2 separate regions of the Mus musculus genome follow, and region 2 is linked to region 1. A link is a contact called in public HiChIP or PLAC-seq data. All regions are on one chromosome and are shown on one strand. The core of a region is the stretch at or near the end of the contact, and the rest is flanking DNA. Distances in the headings are between cores, read along the strand shown. Region 1 holds the start of Dgcr2 (DiGeorge syndrome critical region gene 2). Region 2 holds the start of Dgcr8 (DGCR8, microprocessor complex subunit).

The links. HiChIP or PLAC-seq counts read pairs in DNA pulled down with a chosen protein or histone mark.
Region 2: a FOXA1 HiChIP or PLAC-seq map of pancreatic cancer cells shows a contact between it and region 1. The contact joins the promoter of Dgcr8 here to the promoter of Dgcr2 in region 1. A contact is called at or near these places in 2 of 39 promoter capture datasets (the C10 cell line and liver) and 1 of 115 datasets of contacts at active chromatin or transcription factors (pancreatic cancer cells).

Annotation. Positions count from the first base shown.
Region 1 is chr16:17,889,316-17,893,965 of GRCm38.p6, reverse strand. Dgcr2 (DiGeorge syndrome critical region gene 2) reads left to right here and starts at 2,238. Exons shown (of 10, transcript NM_010048.3): 1 at 2,238-2,580. The coding sequence starts at 2,502.
Region 2 is chr16:18,286,310-18,290,959 of GRCm38.p6, reverse strand. Dgcr8 (DGCR8, microprocessor complex subunit) reads left to right here and starts at 1,792. Exons shown (of 14, transcript NM_033324.2): 1 at 1,792-1,857.

The sequences.
Region 1 (4,650 bases), core at 989-3,488:
AATCCTAGAAATTGATCTGCTCTACAGTGGCATGGCTCATTATCAATCAGGTCAATCTAGGGCATCCAGTGTGGGTGGTCCTATCAGTCAAGGGTCCCAGGCAGAAATAGAAGATACACTCATGCAAGGATAGTAGAAGGAAGTCTTGATAAAGGGGTGCTTTAGAAAGGTTGGAGCAAAATATAGGGAACTCTGTAGGTGATGCAGTTCCCTAAGGTAGTAGCAGACTCCTGACTCACATGGTAGAGTAGGGAACAGAAAGGGCCACCCTGACAGTAACCTTTGTTAGAGGAAAAAACGCCAGTCTGCAGTGACTCTACAGGCCAGTGGTAAGGAAGCCAGCGTTCATGAGACCCTACCCTTCAGCTCTTGATTCTGTCTACACAGGTAACCCTTAAAGTCACTGAGAAGGTGACTTCAGTGGGTGAAGTCACAAAGGAGTAATGCCCAGGGGGAAATGAGGCTATTGCCTGGGGTGCTTGGACTTAGAACCTGGAAGGTCTGTCAGTGTACTGGAGCATACTGAAGGTGAACAAACTCGTTTGTGCTTGGCTCCAGCCTGAGGTAAGGGGCTTCACCTTTTTTTTTTAAAAGATTTATCTATTTATTTTATGCATATGAGTACACTGCAGCTGTACAGATGGTTGTGAGCCTTCATGTGGTTGTTGGGAGTTGAAATTTTAGGACCTCTGCTTGCTGCTCACTCCGGCCCAAAGATTTATTTATTATTATAAGTACACTGTAGCTGACTTCAGATGTACTCATTGCAGGTAGTTTTGAGCCACCATGTGGTTGCTGGGATTTGAACTCAGGACCTTTGGAAGAATAGTTAGTATTCTTACCTGCTGAGCCATCTCACCAGCCTGGGGCTTCACCTTTTAAAAGAGCACTTTTGAATGTGTTTTGGGCCCTGAGACAGACCTGGGCCGACTTCAGGTTCTTTATCTCCTGGCCCAGTGGTGGTAGTGGTGGTGGTGGGTTAAGGAGTTAACTCTGTGCTTTCATTGTACCGCTCAGCCAGACTTCTCACTTCCTGTCCTGCTCTTTTCTCTTCCAAACCTTTCCTGGACTCTTAACGGCGGCTCTGCAGGTGGACAGTTGGCAGGAAGACTGCACTTGGCTGAGTTCCCTCCAAAGGACCTGCCCAACTCAGAGCTCTGGCTGAGCTCCCAGGGCAGATTTGCAGTGGGGGTGGGTATGGGGGCAGAAGGCTAGGCCTGGATCTTGTACTCAGTGCTGGGAATGTGCCATAAAACTATCTGAGTGCCCAGAGCAGCACTGGACAGGTACCCTTGCTTCTGCCAGCAAGGAACCCCCCATCTGTTGTGACAAGTCCTATGTCCAACATCTTGGGCCAAGACCTGGTAAAGTTGGAATGTCTGACGACTTGACCTTGACTTTACCTACCTATAACAAGTTAGCATCTTTCACTCATGGCTCCATGTATCTATCGTAGGTTGAAATCCTGGGACTTTGGTGGAGGGGCAATAAGAGTGAGTCAGATATGCTGGAGGTGACTGGCCTTCCCCACTTTTCACTTCCTTCCCCTGAACAGATTGGTTTTTCATTTGCTGTCTCTCCTTCCACGTTCATGCTGTTCATGAAGGCAGGTGTGAGTTTAGCATGTGGAGCCTTGTTCCCAGGCTTTAGCCCTGTCTCTGCCTGGGCTTTTTTTCTCCATTGTATAGGCAGCTCCTTCCCCAGATCTGGTCCAGAGACTCTGGGCTTCTCTGTTAGATTCTGACATCCATTAAGCCATTTCCTCCTCTGTTGATATTCTTTGTGCCATTCCCTGATCCACAGAGACTGCTGGTCCTTTATTTTCACTAGAGCTCTTCACTTTCTTCACAGCCGTTCGGCGTTTAGAAGACCACTTTAGGGAATATGTTGGCACTGGGACAGACCTGGGCCTCCAGGAGTAAAGATCGTTCAGGTCCAGCTATACCTCCTCAATTCACTAATCCCGGATTCCCCACTCCTACCCACCCCAGACCCTGGCGCCAGCACTGTCAGTCCTTGTGACCCTACCAGCACTAGGGACCCCTTTTGGTACCTCGCTGCCAAGGCTGCGTCCCACCTCTCGGTTCAGCCAATGGCACGCCTCATTTCCTGCTAGCCCCGCCCTTGGCCCCGCCCACTCGCTCATTCCCTAGGCCTCTCGTGCTCATGCCCCGCCCCGCGTCTGGAGCTCGGGTCCTACCTCCCTCCGCCACCCCACCCCCCGCCCAGCTCGGCGTTCATTGGTTAGTGCGGGCCGGAGGCGGGGTGGCGCGGGCCGGAGCAGGACGGCCGCCATCTTGCGCGAGCCGGAATCTCATCCCGCTCCTGCGGCCTAGAGTGCGCGCGAGTCGGTGGCGTTCTCTTGCCGCGGCCCAGCTGGATCCCTCGCCTGCCGCCCCTCAGCCCCAGGTCGGAGTCCGGCCTTCACCCACTCCTCTCGGCCAGGTCCGGCCTCCCCGCGGGGTCACGCGGCTGCCCCGGGGACGATGAACGGAGGATAAATGGTGCCCAAGGCAGACAGCGGTGCCTTCCTGCTGCTCTTCCTGCTGGTTCTCACTGTCACCGAGCCGCTGCGGCCAGGTGCGCGGTGCTGAGGGTGGGGGCGCGGTCGGGGGTGGGGCTGCGGACGTCCGTTCCCCCGCGGCTGCTGGGGGCTACTGCTCCTCGGCCCGGCACAGGCGAGGCCTGGCCGCGGGCCTCTGGGCGTCCCCTGCCCTGGCACAAATTGGAGTGTACCAGGGTTCGGAGCCTCGAGGATGTTGCCTTTAGACCCAGGTCCACCGAGCGCCGCGTGCTCTGGGACCCACTGGCCAGGAGCTGCGTCTCGGGCGCACCCTTCTGCTTGGCTGAGTGGAAGTCTTGGAAGCAGCTTGTGGAGGCACCTGGTGCCCCAAGTGTCCGCCCAATTGTGGCCTAGTGCCAGCGTTTCAGCCCTGGACAGCGATGTCTGGTTGCTCATTGCCACTTAGTGAAACGCTTTATCACAGAAGTCCAGCCCTGCCCAAAGGAGGTACTGGGAGTAAACTGAGTACCAGGTGCAGGGGAGAGTCCTTTCAGCGGTGCCTGGCACTTAGTGCTTTGTGTGGTGTGATTAACTACTTTTGATACTCCCTTGGAGTTTTGTGTGGTGGGGAACCTCAGGTCCCTTTTCTGCTTATTTCAGATACTTCTGAACTGTGCCCCCCCCCCTGCAAAAAAAAACCTTCACTGCACCCTACTTCCGCAACAAAGCCAGGTCAATTTATCCATCAGGCACAGGAATACCAGTACAGCCTCACTGTCCCTTTAGGGATCCCAGCAGGGATGTCTTGTCTGTGAACTTTCAGAGACTCCTCTGTACTAGGGCGGTGGTAAGTAGAGCTCTTAATGCTTTTAGCAGAGGAAGGTTCCCATGAAGGAATGCCCCAGGCAAGTCTTCTATGGGTGACATCATGACTGGGTGTCAGAACAGGTGGGTGCACCCTCAGCAGTGTCCTATCTCAGCTCCCATCCTGCAACATATTTCAATGCTTGGCTTTGTGCTTTTGTCCCATGTGGAAATGTCTGCCAGAGCCTCAGTGACCAAGCCCAAGACAACACTCAACTGAACAGAGCGTTTCCCTGGGCTCCAGGAAGGGAAAAGCCAGCTGCTCTGCATAGTGAACTGACTGGTTGTAAAGTAGCCCGCTAGGAACCCTTGTGGATATGATTCTCTTGTCAGGCTAAAGGGTTTGTGGGTTCTTACCTTTTACATATTGGTAAACATGTTTGTATACTTCTGCATACAGTGAACCCATTCTGATTGTTGGGTCCAGTTTTGCAGGTGAGGTCCAATGCCCCTTGCCAGTCTGTTCCTATATCCTGCCAGCTGGCTGAGAGCATTTCAGAAAGGACATGTGAGTTCTTGCTGCCTGCCCAACGATAGAGGTATTCGAATGCAGAACACACAACCCTCTCTTTAGAAGTGCTCAGTATAGAAGAAGAGAGCAAGTATGAATTCTTCAGTATATTGCTGTGTATTGGGCATCCCCAGAAAGATGGCAGAGGCCATCCATGTGCACATGCGCAGCAGGGGAGCCCTCATACGATCTAAATGGGACCTACAGTGGAAGAGGCTCCAGTGGAGGGAGTAATGGGACCTTGAATCCATGGCTTTCTAGGCTGGAGCTTGGCATCAGTCCCACAGTTCTGTCTTAAGTTGTCCTGCAGAACCCTAAGCACCCTAATGTCCCTTGATGATGTGGGCAGCAAAGACAGGGATTGCTGGGTTAGATTTTTTTTTTATTAGATATTTTCGTTGTATACATTTCAAATGCTATCCTGAAAGTTCCTTATACCCTCCCCCCTCCGCCCTGCTCCCCTACCCACCCACTCCCTCTTCTTGGCCCTGCCATTCCCCTGTACTGGGGCATATAAAGTTTGCAGTACCAAGGGGCCTCTCTTCCCAGTGATGGCTGACTAGGCCATCTTCTGCTACATATGCAGCTAGAGACATGAGCTCTGGGGGTACTAGTTAGTTCATATTTTTGTTCCACCTATAGGGTTGCAGACCCCTTCAGCTCTTTGGGTGCTTTCTCTAGCTTCTCCATTGGGGGCCCTGTGTTCCATCTTATAGATGACTGTGAGCATCCACTTCTGTATTTGCCAGGCACTGGCATAGCCTCACACGAG
Region 2 (4,650 bases), core at 543-3,042, 400 kb before region 1:
AAGCACATAGACCTCTGTGCCTCCTACAGCTGGTGGCCTTTTCTTTTTTAAAGATTTATTTATTTTATTTATGAGTACACTGTAGCTGTTTTCAGACACACCAGAAGAGGGCATCAGATCCCACTACAGATGGTTGTGAGCCACCATGTGGTTACTGGGAATTGAACTCAGGACCTCTGGAAGAGCAGTCAGTGTTGAGCCATTTCTCCAGGCCAGGCCTTTCTTTTTTCTTTTCTTTCTTTCTTTCTTTTTTTTTTTTTTTTAAAGACAGGGTTTCTCTGGTAGCCCTGGCTGTCCTGGAACTCACTCTGTAGGACCAAGCTGGCTTCAAACTCAGAAATCCGCCTGCTTCTGCCTCCCAAGTGCTGGGATTAAAGGTGTGGGCCACCACTGACCGGCCATTTGCAATTTCTAAGAATTTTGGGGAGAAACTTTTCTATTTTGTTAAAATAGATACAATTGGGGCTGGAGAGATGGCTCAGTGGTTAAGAGCACCTACTACTCTTCCAGAGGTTCTGAGTTCAATTCCCAGCAACCACATGGTGGCTCACAACTATCTGTAATGGGATCTGATGCCCTCTTCAGTTGTGTCTGAAGAGAGCAATGGTGTACTAATATAAATAAAATATATCTTAAAAAAAAAAATAGATACAATCTCCCCAACCTTAGGGATATAACTCAGTGCTTTTAGCATTAACACAAGTGTGCTGAGACCGTGAGTTCTTCAACATGTTACCCTTTAGTCGTGTTTTTAGCATCCACTTTTCATGTCCAGCAGCAATTACTGAAGTGTTTGCCTAACGGCAGACAGTTTTCTATAAAATTTTTATTACACTTATTGACTTGAATCAGAACCTAAAGGAAAGCTAAACTATTTGAGGTTCTGGATAGTATAAATATAACTTATCCCCACCTTAGTCCCGGGCTTATAGCAATGAAGTAATGGTTTGTGGGTTCGGGATTTGAAGGGCTCAGGAACAGACCTGGCTAACTTCATTTTGTTTCTGAGTCACTTCTGTCCTAAAGAATTTTCCTAAGTCTCATACTGCTACCACGGGTGTCAGATGAGTCTGGAACTGCTTAAGTTTCTTTATGGTCTTTGGCACTGACACAAGTCTGCAAGGCCTACCTAAGGTCCACCCCAAACTAAAAGGACCCCCAATCGGCTCTGCTTCTCCTTCCTTTTTTGACACGGAGGATGCTGTAAGCACAGCGAACATTTTTAGTCATCAGATCTTTGTCCTTCCTGGTGTGATGATATTGCGAGTAAAACTCCTTTCCTATCCTCCGCATCGCGCATCTTATCCGTTGACTTTCTAGGATGGGTGTACCTCCAACATTGTCCTTGGGACGACCCAGAGCCGGAGGTCCATTGTCATTCGCAAACTCAAAAGTGACTATTGAGCTCAACAGAGGCCAGCTCATAGATGAGCTCCCAGCGTCCCTCGCACTCCCGCGCTCCCCGGCTCCCGGCAGCCTCTACGCGCCTCTCTCCCGGCGCGCCCCGCGGCCGCAACTCAGCCCCACCCGGAGCGACAGCCGTTAGAAGTGCCAGGCTTGCGGCTGGTCCCGCCCATCCCGGTCTCCATAGCGCCTCGCAATTGGGCCGCGCGCGCCTCGCGCTGCCGATTGGCGGCCGCCTCAGCCCGCTCCCGGCTCCCCCAATGCGCGGAGGCCGTGCGCCGTGATTGGTAGCCCTCCGCCAAGGCCCGCCTTCCGCTCGCCCGCGCGGCAGCGGGTCTCAAGAGCCGAGCGCTTTGCAAGGGCCTTCGCGGGTTGTGGCGGCGCCGGGGTCGGTGAGGGTCGACCGGCTGTGGTCGGGCTGCGGGCGGCTCGGGCAGGTCGCGGGCGCCACAGGTAGGTGCGGGGCGCGATGGGCGCCCCGCGGGCGGCGGGCGCTGCGGCCTGGAGAGGCTGCGCCCTTTCCTTCCCTCCTTCCACCCCCACCCCTCCCGGGCGAGGCCACAGGCCGGGGCTCGGGGCGGGGCGCGGCGCGCTAGGCGGGCTGGGCCACGCGGAGTCGCGGCCTTTGTGCAGTGGGGGCCGGGCCCGGAGCCCAGGCATCATGAACGTAGGGTGCTGTCTGCCTGGTAACGAAGCCCCCTGGGCGGTGGGCCCGAAGCCATTGCCTCGCCTTCTGGCGGGAGAGGTGTGGGCAGGGACACCTCAACGCCCCGAACTCCGCCTGTTTTGTTTGGAAAAAGCCAAGAAACCGCCCAAGTCTCCACCAAATTACCCGTGGATGAAGTGTCATGTAGCTTATCAGAATGTGGTTTTACAGTAACAATGAACGTTGTAGAAATAAATGGCAAGTGGCAACCTGTTGACAGCGATACATGTCAAGTAGTATCATCCAGTGGATTTGGGTTGCTGATGGTAGGAATTTGATTTGCCATCTTGCATGCTTGCATGTACCTTATTGCCAGATGCAGAGATGTCCTGTGTTGGGTTGTTGACTCTTGTATGCCAATCACTATTAGGGTGCCCACTCTCTGCTGGCTCAAACTAGACTCCCAGCCTTGGAAGTGGCTCAGTTCCCACTGTAATCCATCACTAACCGAAGATAGTGAAAGGCTGGCCCAGCTAGTGTGGCCTTTCAGTTTAGAATAGGATTTGCGGGGTGACAAAGGAATTGATGAGGTCATACTGCCTTTGGGTTGAGCGGGAGGCTGCAGCTGTAGCACTGGCCATCCGTTCAGCAAGTAGGAGTTGTTCACATGTTTTGGGTAAGCCCTGTGCCAGGGTCCAGGGGAGCCAGCAGTGGGTCTGACTTGCTCACAGTCTAATTGGCAAATCAAAATCTGCATCCATAGGTCCAGTCAGCTGAAGAATAGTGAGGTTTACAGGCAGGAGGGCTACCCTTTGAGCTGTGTTGCCAAACATGTGGAGCAGGCAGTTCACAGTGGCTGTCTGAATTTTACCTTGTGAGAAACATGATTTTGACTGGTTTGCCCAGTTTGGCCTTCTCTTGTCATCATTCCCCTCCCATGTGATCCTATGTACTTTTCACATCAGTTTCCTTTGACATCTTCCATGACTCCCATCTCCAGTACTGTCTGTCCTCCCTTCTGATCTCCAATCTCCTGCTTCTAGTTGTCTATTCCACTTTAACACCAAATAGGTTGATTCACTCCAAGAGATAACCACAGTCCGTGCCAGAACAATCCTTATGCCTGTCTAAAGTCACCTTGGTGCCTCTCATAGGCCTGCATGTATCTCCTAAGAAGCCTTGCCACCTGTTTACAACACCAGACCATTTCCCAGAAACTGTAACCTAAAGTCCCTGTCCAAGCTATCTGGTGAGCTTTTAAACTCTTCTAATTTGATCCCTACTCTTACTCTCTTAGGTTTTCTGGACACAGAGTGATTCATTAAATTGTAAGGTGTTATAAAACTGAGGTAGTGCAGACTTAGGCCTGCTTGTTTGAGTGGCAAAGCAGCTGTACCACTTCCTAGCTTTGTAACCTTGAGCAAATTGTTTAACCTTTCTGTCAGAGTACTGAGTGAATTGCATAAAATCCTTAGAGCAGGACCTGTGTGAGGTTTAGCTGCCATTGTTACCCATGGATCAGTGATACCACTGTTTTGATCCCTTCTGTGCAGTATCCTGCTACTCAAGATAAAAATGTAAAAAACTGAATACTTGTTGCCCAGGTCAGTTTCACTCAGCATACTATCTCTAGCGTGGCCACACCATGGCTCTGCCCCAGGGTCTTTGCTTTTCCTTTAAGTATCTTCTACAGTGACCCTCCTTTTTACTCTTGTTAACCATCTGGCTCCATCTATTTCATCCTTGGGTGGGCACTGGCTGTAGAACCTTGTGTAATCTTTTAGAAGCTGCTTTCTAGATTTTTATCTTGCTTTGTTTTAGCAGAATATTTGTCAGCATGTGACATCATAGATACGTTTCTTGTTATTATCCATCTCACACTAATATGCTCTGTGGGGGAAGTGTAATTGCTCTGTGGGGCAAATGTTTTATCTGCTTTGTGCTTAACACATATACATGGTGTGTATGCCTTATGGGGCATTCAGCAAATAGTTGATTAATGAATTGAGTAAGCTTTCAGAGGGAAGGTAAGAAACTTACCTTAGCCTGCTGCTGAGTTCCAGAGCTGGACAATTTGCCTGCTTCTGCAAGATGTGTACTTTCCTTTTCCAGGGCCTCAGGGTCCCCACCTATGATATATATTTCTTTAAAGCTTTTCCTGCTTTAACACTTATTAATGTCTTCACTTATTGCCTTCATCTGTAGTTCCTCACTGGCCCACTGCTTTTAACATACAGTATGCTTCCCTATCCTCTACCACTCTTGTCTCCAATCCCTGCCTACTTGAGTGTTCTTACCATTAGCATATCCTACCTCAGATACCACAGATTTGACTTGCTGTGATCTCTGTACACCTAACAGGCACTGTCCTGATCTTATTTGAGGTCTGTTAGGATTAAGCATGCTGATGATTTTGTCCTCTGCAGTGGTCCTTGGTTGCCAGGAAACTTTGATCTCCCTCCTGGCTTCTTAGTTATTGCTCTCTTCTCAGTCATTCATAAGCACCTTTGATGGGAACACCTTTGGAGAGGTGTTTTGTTAAATTTCCATTGAATTAAAAACTGTTAGGCCACTGCCAGTTATAAGACATAAAGTCATAG